Regions from separate parts of the Hordeum vulgare genome. Here regions 1 and 3 are each linked to region 2. Evidence: chromatin contacts called from public Hi-C data. All regions are on one chromosome and are shown on one strand. The core of a region is the stretch at or near the end of the contact, and the rest is flanking DNA. Distances in the headings are between cores, read along the strand shown.

Region 1 (3,831 bases), core at 224-2,723, 550 kb before region 2:
GCAAACTCAGCCAATCCCAAAGGATCTGAAAGCAGCAGAAATGAATGCATGAGCAAGTGCATGTGACAGTTGCAGAGAATTGTACCAAAGCGGGTGCCAACACCCTGGCAGCGTGCGGAGAAGGCGAGCGTCTCCCTCACAGTCATCTCCCCTATGTGGAGGTCGTGCTGGCTTATGTAGGCCGCCGTCCTCTCCGGCACAAACTCCTCCATCCCGTGCCCGTTGTAGGTAACATTGCCTGAGACCTTGAGGTCTTTGTCGAGCCTCCCGGCCAGCGCGAGCAGCAATGTGGTCTTGCCGGACCCAGGTGGACCCAACAGGAGTGTCATCCTGCGCGAACGAAAAGAGCGTGAGGTGGAAGAAGCTATGAAGCCAAGTTCCAAAAGACCCGCGGGTCAAAGTCTACAGGTTCAATCAGGTGACAAGTGTACTGTGTAGTGTGTACTCGGCAGGCAGAGCATGAGCATGAGCATGAGCATGAGCATGAGCATGTTTTCTGTGGCCAAAAAGGCTGAGAGAGATCTTTTGACTACCTGCGGGGCTTGATGATGCCACTGACGTCGTGGAGGATGGGCATGGTCCGCTTCCTGTTGGGGAGTATGCGCAGCGCGTTCGCCGCTTCCTGCACCAAGCACACCGAGAACAAATCAATATCTCTTCAACTGACACGCAGAGACACAAACGTCCTTGGTGTCTGGCTGCGACGATCACCTCGAGCGTGTTGGTGATGGAATTGAGGACGGTGGGGAGGCCGCTGTTGCCGACGCGGACCTCCGCCTCCGCCACGAGGTGCTCGAACCTCACCTCGATCGTGGGCATTTCAATCCCAACCCTGCGCAACCAAACACGCACAAATCATCAAACACCCGGCAGGCATGGCGACGAGCTCCGGCCAGGAAACGGAAACGGGTAGTAGCACGCACCGCTCGAGGCGGTCCTTGAGCTTGAGCAGGAAGCGCTCGTTGTCCTCGTCGGCGACGCGCACGAGGCGCTCGATGAGGGCCCGCCGCTCGCGCGGGCCGAGGCCGTGCACGTCGACGACCCCCTTCCCCGGCGCCGCGCCCTCGCCGCCGTCGAGAGGCGGGAGGATGGCGCGGCGGACGCGGTCGTAGGTGGGCAGCTTCTCGAGGGCGGCCCAGCGCAGCGCCTCCTCGTCGTCGTCGTCCCTCGACGACCGCGAGAAGACGTCGTCCCCGCGCCGCCATATGGAGCCGCTGTCCCCGCGCCGCATGCTGGCGACCTTGTGGATTTCCGCCGTCGCGTCCATCTCCCCCCGCCGTCGGCGTGACTTCCAAGGGCTTTTCGCTTCTCGGGTGTGTTTCAAGCCTCAGGTGCGTTTATGCTGGTGAGTTGGGGCGACGGGGGTTTTGTAAGGTGTGGGAATCCGTTGGGAAGGTGGTGGCTCGCGATTGCGAGTCAGAGTTGTGTGCCTGAAACGGGAACGGGAAGGGGAAGCGGGGAAAGTGAGAACACGGGTGACGGCTTGGTTACCAAGGAAATCCCCGTCCATTCCTTTATACCGTGCGGCCGCTGGTCGCTTCTAGAAGCCTAGTCCGTACTCCGAGGCTCAACCAGGGCTGCAGTCCTCTAGAACAGCGTGTCCTTCCCTTCCCGCAGGATTGGCGGGCCAGCATTTATTTTGCCAGCATTTCCTGCGGGGAATGCGGGCTTGATTAAAGAGTATTCCTTCCAATTTTTAAATATAAGTTTTCTAAGATTTTAGAATCGACTACTCATTTTGTTTCTAAATATAGGACCTTCTACATATTTCATTATGAATTAGATACAGATGTATATAGACATATTTTAGAGTGTACATTCACTTATCTTGCTTCGTATGTGGTTCATACTAAAATATCTAAAAGGTCTTATATTTAAAAAGAAGGAAGTACATACAAAACAAAATAAGTAAATCTATACTTTAAAATATTTCTATATATGTTCATATGTAGATTCTAGTGAAATATTTTTAAAAACTTATATTTAAAAACAAAAGGAGTAAGTAGGAGTATTTATTAGCCAACATTTTTTCTCCTCTGTACAGTCTATTTTCGGCCTTCTTTGTTCACAGTAATTTAGTAGGTAATCCTATAGGGAAAAAAATAATTCTAGCGCCCTTTTGGTTGTAGGAATTAAGTTCCATTCCTACGTGGGTAGGAACCAACCTTTATATTTCAAATGAGAAATACATTAGGCTATACCATATATATTTTTTTGAAATGACAATTATCATGCATTCATTAAGAAGAAAAGAGTTACTCAGTTTATCAGGAAAAATCCAGAAAAACTAGATTGTCCAGTTAATTATGGAAAACTGGACGAAAACTGTTACAACGGTTGAGCGGCACACATAAAAAAGCCCGCATACTACTTAAATAGGGTCATGGTGAGACAACACGCATACGTCATCGTCATGACTCCTCCTCTAGAGGTTATACTACATTAGGCTATACTCGATGAAGAAAATCTTATCCTATGCATCAAATGACATATCTTTTCCAATAGGAACTGAGATACTCTACGTGTCATTTCTTTTTTCCTTTTCTTTTGCGCGTGAGATAAATGTAATTTCACTTTCTTTGTCATTGAAATTGGGTGGTGGCGTCGCAAACTCAGCTATCATTGTAGGGGGCGGTGATTTGCCCTGAGCGAAGGGGCTCGGAGTGGCCGACGGTATGGCAGTGACCAAAATCGTAGGCATGCCAGTGCAGTAGCGGTGAAAATACCGAAGGGCGGTGGGTTGGTGCCACTTTATTGGTACTTTGGAGGTGTCGCAAAGAGTAAAAAATTGGTACTGGGTAACATTTGGGCGCACACCAAAAAATTGGTCCACATGCAACAACTTTAGTTGTGTTCTTGGAGTCGTTTTTTGGGCCAAACAACCCCAAATTTACAATTTCTATCTTGAGCAAAATTTTAGTTCTCTTTGTTAGAGATGCTCTAAGTGGAAAGATAAATAAGGTTTTCACTTTTTTGTAAATAAAATGATTCAAAGTTAAAGGTAATCTTTTTTTCTACTTTACATATGGGTTTTCCGAGAGTATCCGAAACTTGGGGCGGGGGGAGGGGGAGGGGGAGGGGAGGGCTGATCCGACAACGGCCAGCGAAATTTAGTGTCAGAGGGAGGAGCTCGACGAAACTGGGCGGTGGCTTCCCAAACTCAGCGATTGTCATGGGGGTCGGCGATCGACCCTGAGCGACGGAGCTCGGGGTGGCCGGCGGTGTGGCAGCGACCAAAATCGTAGGCACTGACGTAGGATGTGTCGGTGCCGTAGCGGTGAAAACACCAAAGAGTGGTCGTGTTGGCGTCACCTTTTGGTACTTTTGGTGGTGTAGTAAGGACTCAAATATTGGTGTTGGGTAGTAAAATTTAGGTGGCCACCAAAAAAAAGTGTCCACTGTTGGAAATATGCCCTAGAGGCAATAATAAATTGGTTATTATTATATTTCCTTGTTCATAATAATCGTTTATTATTCGTGCTATAATTGTATTGAATGGAAACATAAATACATGTGTGGATACATAGACAAAATACTGTCCGAGTAAGCCTCTAGTTGACTGGCTCATTGATCAAAGATGGTTAAGGTTTCCTAGCCATAGACAAGTGTTGTCACTTGATGACGGGATCACATCATTATGAGAATGATGTGATGGACAAGACCCAAAATATAAACGTAGCATGTGATCGTGTTATTTTGTTGCTATTGTTTTCTTCATGTCAAGTATACATTCCTATGACAGTGATATCATGCAACTCACTGACACCGGAGGAATGCATTGTGTGTATCAAACGTCGCAACGTTACTGGGTGACTATAAAGGTGCTCTACA
Region 2 (3,821 bases), core at 815-3,314:
ATGTAAGCGGCGGTCCTCTGCGGGACGAACTCGTCCATCCCGTGGCCGTTGTAGGTGACCTTCCCGGAGACCTTTAGGTCCTTGTCCAGCTTCCCTGCCATCGCCAGCAGCAGCGTCGTCTTTCCCGAGCCAGGAGGCCCAAGCAGCAGCGTCATCCTCCGGGGCTTGATGATCCCGCTGACGTCGTGGAGGACGGTCATGGCCTGCTTCCGGCTGGGGATGACGTGGAGCGCGTTCCCGACGGCCTGGAGCACACCGAGCAATTCACATGCTTAGAGAGAGATATCGAAAGAAAGGACACGGTTCTTCTTCTTCCAATGGCGGTGTCGCTGGCGAAACGAGGTGGACGCGCACGCCATTCGCTCGGCGGAATGCCGCAGAGCCGCGCGGCCGATGCGCCAACATCGCATGCCATGGGGTGGAGGTCGGACGATTCCGTGGCGTGGATGGGGATGCGGTGGAGGTGGCCGGAGGTAGGGAACGACCGTCGCGACGCCGTGCCGGTGCCGGTGGCCATAGGCGGAGGTTGGTGGGACACGGTCGGTATTTGTTATTTGTTTTTTTGTAAGTGATGAAGTCGGGCAGGAGCGGCAGGCTCCGTTGCGGGCCGAGCCCGGCGTCGCGACAGTTTGGGCTCTTGTTGGGCTACTTTATGCTAGGAAATTTTGTACTACTCCTAAAAGATCACATTTCTTGTTTAAATAAACATTTATCTTTGTATAATACGGAGTAATATAAAATTGTTACTAGTACTTGGTGCAATTGAAAGAAGAAAGGATGAGGACCTGAATATTAGGTGGCGGCTAGGTTTAATAAATCTCGAATTCCGAAGTCACGTGGAGAAAAAAAAAGCCTCGAAAGCGAGACACGGTCAGAGTAATACTTTCTGCCGGACAAGTGGCCGAAACGGCAATCAAGCTGCAGCGTGTGCTTGGTCTTTTGTGAAGCCAAGAAAATATCACGCGCCGAGAGGCGACTCACCTACCGCATTGCTTGCCGATGGGCCAAAAGGCATACAGCTCGCTGGCAAGTTGCAATCGCAAAAACGAGAAAACAAAGCCCCTACTTGGCTTCAATTTTCGCAGCGTCGCTGTCGATAACCATATGATAAACGAGAGAGCACCGTCGCTCGCCTCCATCGCGGAACCAGCTGCACCAAAACGCAAAAGCAGCCCATCCTCATCGACTAATTGGCCCTACCATGTACATGTACTGTCGCAGCCAAGCCAGGACTGATTAGTTATCATTAACTATGATCAACATGCTTGTTCGAGTGGTGTGGGGGGAAAACAAAAAACAAATGCAAATTGAAGGTAAGCCGCCATGCATGGACTTGTCGCATCTGTTTTGGAGCGGAAGGAGAAGGAATGATGTACCTCGAGTGTGTTGGTGACGGCGTTGATGAGCGTGGGGAGGCCGCGGTTGCCGACGCGCACCTCGGCCTCGATCTCCAGCTTCTCGAACCGCACCTCGATGGTGGGGTAGTCGATGCCGACCCTGTCCATGCGCTCCTTGAGCTTGAGGAGGAAGTTCTCGTGGTCGTCGTCGGCGGCGCGAACCAGCCGCTCGATGAGCGCACGGCTCTCGTGGGCGCCCAGCCGCCCCACGTCCACCTCCACCTTCTCCCCGCCGTCCTCCACCGTGAGGATCCCGCGCCGCACCCGGTCGTACGTGGGCAGCCGCTCCAGGGCCGCCCACCGCAGCGCCTCCTCGTCGTCCTCCTCCTCCTGGAACCGCGACGACGTCCGCGAGAACACGTCGTCGCCGCGCCGCCATAGCGAGCTGTCCCGCCGCAGGCTCGTCACCCGGTGGATCTCTCGATCCATCCTCGCCTCTGCTTGATTGATTGCTTACTTACTTACTTACTTATCTTCGTCTTCTTCCTCCGTTGATCACTCTATTCTAGGAGTATTGTGCACAGTGCACTGGCCTGGCCTGCCCTGGCTTAGCTCTGTTGCGCAGCTCCTCCTTGCCTTCCGACAGGGGACTCACTGGTTTGGCTTGGGGTACGAGCTAGTACGAAGGGAGCAGACGAAGGAGTCCCTATATATACGCCCAGGAGAAGGGAATGGTTGAAGAAGCTGGTGAGGAGGAAGACCACGGCAGCCACATTATCGAGTTTCACCTCACCTACCTTGAGCGGGTCCTTGACCTCGACACATTTCGTACAGGTCCGCTGCACTGTGCGAGCTTGGACCCGGCACGGGATGTGGTCGTCGTCCTACAAGATAATGAAACTACGCTTTCGAGCTAGCTCTTCATTTTTCACGCGCGTGTTTACACCTGACCGCGCGCGGGGGGGAGCTTCCTGGCATCAGCGGGGGTTTTGTCTCTGCGTCGTGGCCGAGGCGGGCAGTGGTCAACATGCATGCATGTCTCGGGATTATTCGATTAGAGGCTGCTCTCCCCCCGCGGTAGGTTCGTTTGGCCAGGGATAGTATGATATTAGGAAGAGGGCAGCCGCCTGCAACCACTTGCAGATGCAGAGTAGGAGCAAGAGTATACTACTACGACTAGTACTGGTGGTCTCTGATTGTTAACAATAGTGTCTACTTTGGATGGGTGTGGTTAAAAAAATCGTGTCCAGCCAGGACGATGAGGCCGGGCGACGACAACGGCGGCTGCGTCCATCCAACGGCTCACCAGAGATTGATCCGCCCATTCATTTCGTTAGGGGTGTCGACATGAGCAGTGACCCATTCATTATTAAATCCCATCCGTGTAGAAAAGTCTTTTCAGGCGAATCCTTGAGCCGGTTGGTCGAAATTTTCTTCGTCCATTGGTCTACTTGCCTTTTCTTATATATTGATGTTTTAAAGGGAGAAAGACCGGTCATCTCGGCGATGCATGCAATTATTTTATTAATAATTTACAAAAAAATTATAAAATAATATATTAGTAAGTCTGAAGCCATCGTCTTGACAACATTTATCGTTACTCCTATCAACTTGATAAAGGGGTGCCACAGTGTGAGCCAAATATCAAACAAACCTCGCATCATAGGCTAACATCTAAAACCGAAGGCCCCAACCAAGCCACATTGTCGGATATGGGGCACACACCGGTCCGGCGCACTCTCATAGGTTGCCGTCGTCGTCTTGCACATATCCATCTTCAGAGTTGTACTCATGCGTCAACCTTGTGAGGCTTATTTGTCGTCGACGACACCACGACGTCCAGTCTTGAGGATATAACCCCGGGCCTTACCCGACCTTTTAAAGTCTAGCCCAAGAACAAGACATGTATAAACACAAGGCCTAAGGAGCGGCTCCTCTTGAAGTGTGGGTTATCCAATCACCTAGCGGGTCGCTCATTGCACTTGACGTAAAGAGTTATTTCCTGCTTGGAAGACAAGATAGGTAGGAGTTAGATTAAGTCACGGGTTGTAGTACGATCCGGATTCTATTGTAATCTGAGAGCCTCCACCTATATATAAATGGAAGCCCCTGGGGTAGAAGGGATATGCTAGAAATCCTCGAGAGCTAGGTTAGCGATTCCGCACCCTTGTAATCGAGATCATCATCAATAACACCAAAAGCAGGACATAAGCTTTTACCTCCATCGGAGGGCCGAACTTGGGTAAACTCTTGCCACTCGTTCCCGATCAACCCCATCCAAGCAACCACCTAGTTGCGATGGCTCCTAGACTTAGTCCTATCACGAGGGCATCTGTCGTGACAAAAGCACGATAGTTGGCGCCCACTATGGGGCCAACGCACGATGATGTTGAGTTCTTGGAGGGAGCTCTCCTAGGTATTGAGGGATACGAGATCAGCCAAATGACCAAAATTCGTCGCGGCAAGCTCTACATCGATGGTTCA
Region 3 (3,733 bases), core at 938-3,437, 610 kb after region 2:
CAAAGGGAATGACATACGGGATTATACGAATCCTTGGCACTGAGGTTCAAACGATAAGATCTTCGTAGAATATGTAGGATCCAATATGGGCATCCAGGTCCCGCTATTGGATATTGACCGAGGAGTCTCTCGGGTCATGTCTACATAGTTCTCGAACCCGCAGGGTCTGCACACTTAAGGTTCGACGTTGTTTTATGCGTATTTGAGTTATATGGTTGGTTACCGAATGTTGTTCGGAGTCCCGGATGAGATCACGGACGTCACGAGGGTTTCCGGAATGGTCCGGAAACGAAGATTGATATATAGGATGACCTCGTTTGATTACCGGAAGGTTTTCGGAGTTACCGGGAATGTACCGGGAATGACGAATGGGTTCCGGGAGTTCACCGGGGGGGGGGGCAACCCACCCCGGGGAAGCCCATAGGCTTTGGGGAGACACACCAGCCCTTAGTGGGCTGGTGGGACAGCCCCAAAGGGGCCTATGCGCCAAGGATAAGAAATCAAAGGAAAAGAAAAAAAAGAGGGAGGAGGTGGGAAGGGAGGAGGACTCCCTCCCACCAAACCTAGTCCAACTCGGTTTGGGGGGGGGGAGAGTCCTCCCCCTTGGCTCGGCCGACTCCTTGGGGGTCCTTGGACCCCAAGGCAAGGCCCCCCTCCCTCCTCCTATATATATGGAGCAATTAGGGCTGATTTGAGACGACTTTCTCACGGCTGCCCGACCACATACCTCCACGGTTTTTCCTCTAGATCGCGTTTCTGCGGAGCTCGGGCAGAGCCCTGCTGAGACAAGGTCATCACCAACCTCCGGAGCGCCGTCACGCTGCCGGAGAACTCTTCTACCTCTCCGTCTCTCTTCCTGGATCAAGAAGGCCGAGATCACCGTCGAGCTGTACGTGTGCTGAACGCGGAGGTGCCGTCCGTTCGGTACTAGATCGTGGGACTGATCGCGGGATTGTTCGCGGGGCGGATCGAGGGACGTGAGGACGTTCCACTACATCAACCGCGTTCTCTAACGCTTCTGCTGTACGATCTACAAGGGTACGTAGATCACTCATCCCCTCTCGTAGATGGACATCACCATGATAGGTCTTCGTCCGCGTAGGAAAATTTTTGTTTCTCATGCGACGTTCCCCAACACAGATCACCCTGCGCGGCACTGCTAATGGAGATCAAGCGAACCCTCAAAGAGGTGGGAGAACATGCGATATTGCATGTGGTCAGGAGTAGGAATAAAGTTGCTCTTGCCCGTATTGGTCATGTAGATTAGCGAACGGCCGTCTGGCTTCGCTGTACGCCGGTAGAGGTTGATACCTTATGTAAGGAGGACTGTTTTGATCCCATTTAATCAATGAAATTTTTTATTCGCAAAAAAAATAAAAAATCAGATCTGATGGTTTTAAATGTTCAGATCGTAAAACATACAGACTGCCAAAAACACAAAGGGCAGTGCTCTGCGCCGGCGCACCGGCAGAAACCGCGCGCGGGCCGCACGATCCACCAACCCCTGCGCGTCCGCGCCGTTGGATCTCCATGCAACATTTTTCATCCCGATGCAGCAAAATTTCGATGCGATGCAACAATTTTTCAACGGTTGCAACAAAAAACAAAATTTGTAGCAAAAAAAATATCTACGTGATCGTAGCAAAAAAACGAAGCTGATGGTGCGTGGTAGCAAAAGTCAAACGCCGGTTGTAACAAATATTTACGTGACGTGTATGCAACTTTTTTAGTGAACGGTTATAGCAAAAAATGATGCCGGCTGTAGCAAAAATTAACACGGTTGTAGCAAAAGTAAAAAAACATCGATTGTAACGAAAAATCCGAAGAACTGAAGTTGCAACCAAACGTATATGCAGCTTTTTTAGTGGACTAGATGTAGCAAAAAAATAACGCTTACAGCAAAAATAACGTTGGTTGCAACAATTTAAACGAAAAAATGTTACATGCCCAGTCAACAGGCGCGCGGTCGACGCACCGGCCAGAAACGATTCCCAAACACAAATCACTGAAAAGGTTCAGTTTAAGCTTAGTTTACTGTCTAATCCTTTTTTACAAGGAAAGAGAATCCAGAAAATACTGCTGCAGATACAAGGCATTTTCCTGCCAACCATCCGATCGAAAATCAAGGGTCTGACACGAAGTTAGTGTAAGGAAGTCGGGAAAGCCTAGTACTCCTGCCTCGGCGTTGCGTCGGCAGCACACCGCCTCCCGTCCCCTTCGTCGCCGCGCCAGCAGTCAACTCCGCCGCCCCCGGCGACTCGTCGAATGCGGCTGTTCCCAGGCCGCCGCCCGCCGTTGCCGCCACCGTCGTGACCACAGGGGATGCGCGTCGTCCCCTCAGCTTTTCTCCGTCGAGCCGCCTCGATGTCCTCTCACTACAACGTAAATCTCCGTTTGGGCTTCCTCCTCCCTATCAATCCCTGACATCTAAACCCCTTTTACCCTTCTCCCCTTTTGCAGCGCCGAGGATCCTCGCGGCCTCACCGCGGATACTCCTCCCGCCCCCCGCCTCCTTCCGCCTACGCCGACGCCGAGCTCGTCAGCGGCGATTCCCACCTCAGCACTGTGCCCGCTGCCAACGATTCCCTCCGTCGCGGCGGGGGTCCTCGCGCGTCTCCACCGCAGTACAGGCACGGGCCGCAGCTCCAGCCGCCGCCGTACGGATATGGCTATGGTCAACCTCAACCACATCCGCAGCCGCAGCCGCAGGTTCAGCCTTACGGGTTTGTGCCGTACAACTACAGCCATCCGCCGCAGGGGCCGTTCCCAGGCCCTCAGTACGGCTACGGGACTCCAAATCAGTACGGTCACTGGCATCCACAGCCATACAGAGTTGTGCCACCGAATGGAGGGTTCCTGCCACGGAATGCTGGGTTCCGACCTGCGGCGCCGCAGCTGCAATCGAGGCTGGCACAGTACAAACGAGAGTGGCGATCTGTGCAGAAGCTGCCACCGCGCCATGCTGGTACCATCTCAATGCTTAACATTTACTGTATTTATTTGCAGCAATGTGTTGCAAAACCATCTTAGGAGCATTATTCTCAAGTCCAAGCAGTATACTAGTTTTACTTAGAGTGAATTCCACATTTTACCCCCTAGATGTGCATTTGTGACACGAATTACCCCGTCAAGTGGAAATTCATCTAGAATACCCCTTTAAGAAGCTTTAGACACTCATTTTTTTTATGCATGTCCATTAGGGAAGGTGTAAGTTGATGTGTGGGATCCAAAAATATCTGGCCGAGGACGAGGAATGGAACAAATGGACAAGAAAAGTCTGGACATGATGGTCAATAATGCCCTTTGTACTTTACTCATTTTTCTTACGAATCATTTACGCAACATGCAGATCCTATCTAACACAAACAAGCAAAATGAAAAACTGAGGTAATATCATTTAAAAGTCTCTAAAATCTGATGTTCCAGTAGAATTTCCACTAAATGGGGTAATATGTGTCACAAATTTACAACTACAGGGTAAAAAGTGGAATTCACTCTTTTACTTATTATAGTAATTTTTATTCCTAGCTCTATCTCATAACTGAAAGTTTCCTTAATAATGATTGCAACTGAGTCATTTATAGCTAGTATTATCGTCATGATGAAAAACTTGGAATTTGATTTCCAAATCAAGATAGATGCCTTTGAAGTCGTGAACTCTGAGACGGCAGTTCCAGTTGATGTGCTAAGGGCATCTGCAATGAAAAGCGCCTGTATAGGCGCTTTGAGAAAC

Evidence for each region. A called contact is a pair of places that touch in the nucleus more often than the background predicts.
Region 1: a Hi-C map of leaf shows a contact between it and region 2, with 4 times the contacts expected there. The contact joins the promoter of LOC123443853 here to the promoter of LOC123443854 in region 2. A contact is called at or near these places in 3 of 6 Hi-C or Micro-C datasets (leaf and seedling) and 1 of 1 datasets of contacts at active chromatin or transcription factors (embryo).
Region 3: a contact with region 2 is called in a Hi-C map of leaf, with 6 times the contacts expected there. The contact joins the promoter of LOC123443857 here to the promoter of LOC123443854 in region 2. A contact is called at or near these places in 3 of 6 Hi-C or Micro-C datasets (leaf and seedling) and 1 of 1 datasets of contacts at active chromatin or transcription factors (embryo).

Annotation. Positions count from the first base shown.
Region 1 is chr3H:358,156,992-358,160,822 of MorexV3_pseudomolecules_assembly, forward strand. It overlaps LOC123443853 (ABC transporter G family member 36), which reads right to left and starts at 1,474. Exons shown (of 21, transcript XM_045120392.1): 1 at 924-1,474; 2 at 712-832; 3 at 534-622; 4 at 86-330. The coding sequence starts at 1,267.
Region 2 is chr3H:358,703,591-358,707,411 of MorexV3_pseudomolecules_assembly, forward strand. LOC123443854 (ABC transporter G family member 37) reads right to left here and starts at 2,065. Exons shown (of 20, transcript XM_045120393.1): 1 at 1,377-2,065; 2 at 1-245. The coding sequence starts at 1,826.
Region 3 is chr3H:359,314,928-359,318,660 of MorexV3_pseudomolecules_assembly, forward strand. It overlaps LOC123443857 (carbon catabolite repressor protein 4 homolog 6), which reads left to right and starts at 2,188. Exons shown (of 15, transcript XM_045120395.1): 1 at 2,188-2,382; 2 at 2,461-2,965. The coding sequence starts at 2,323.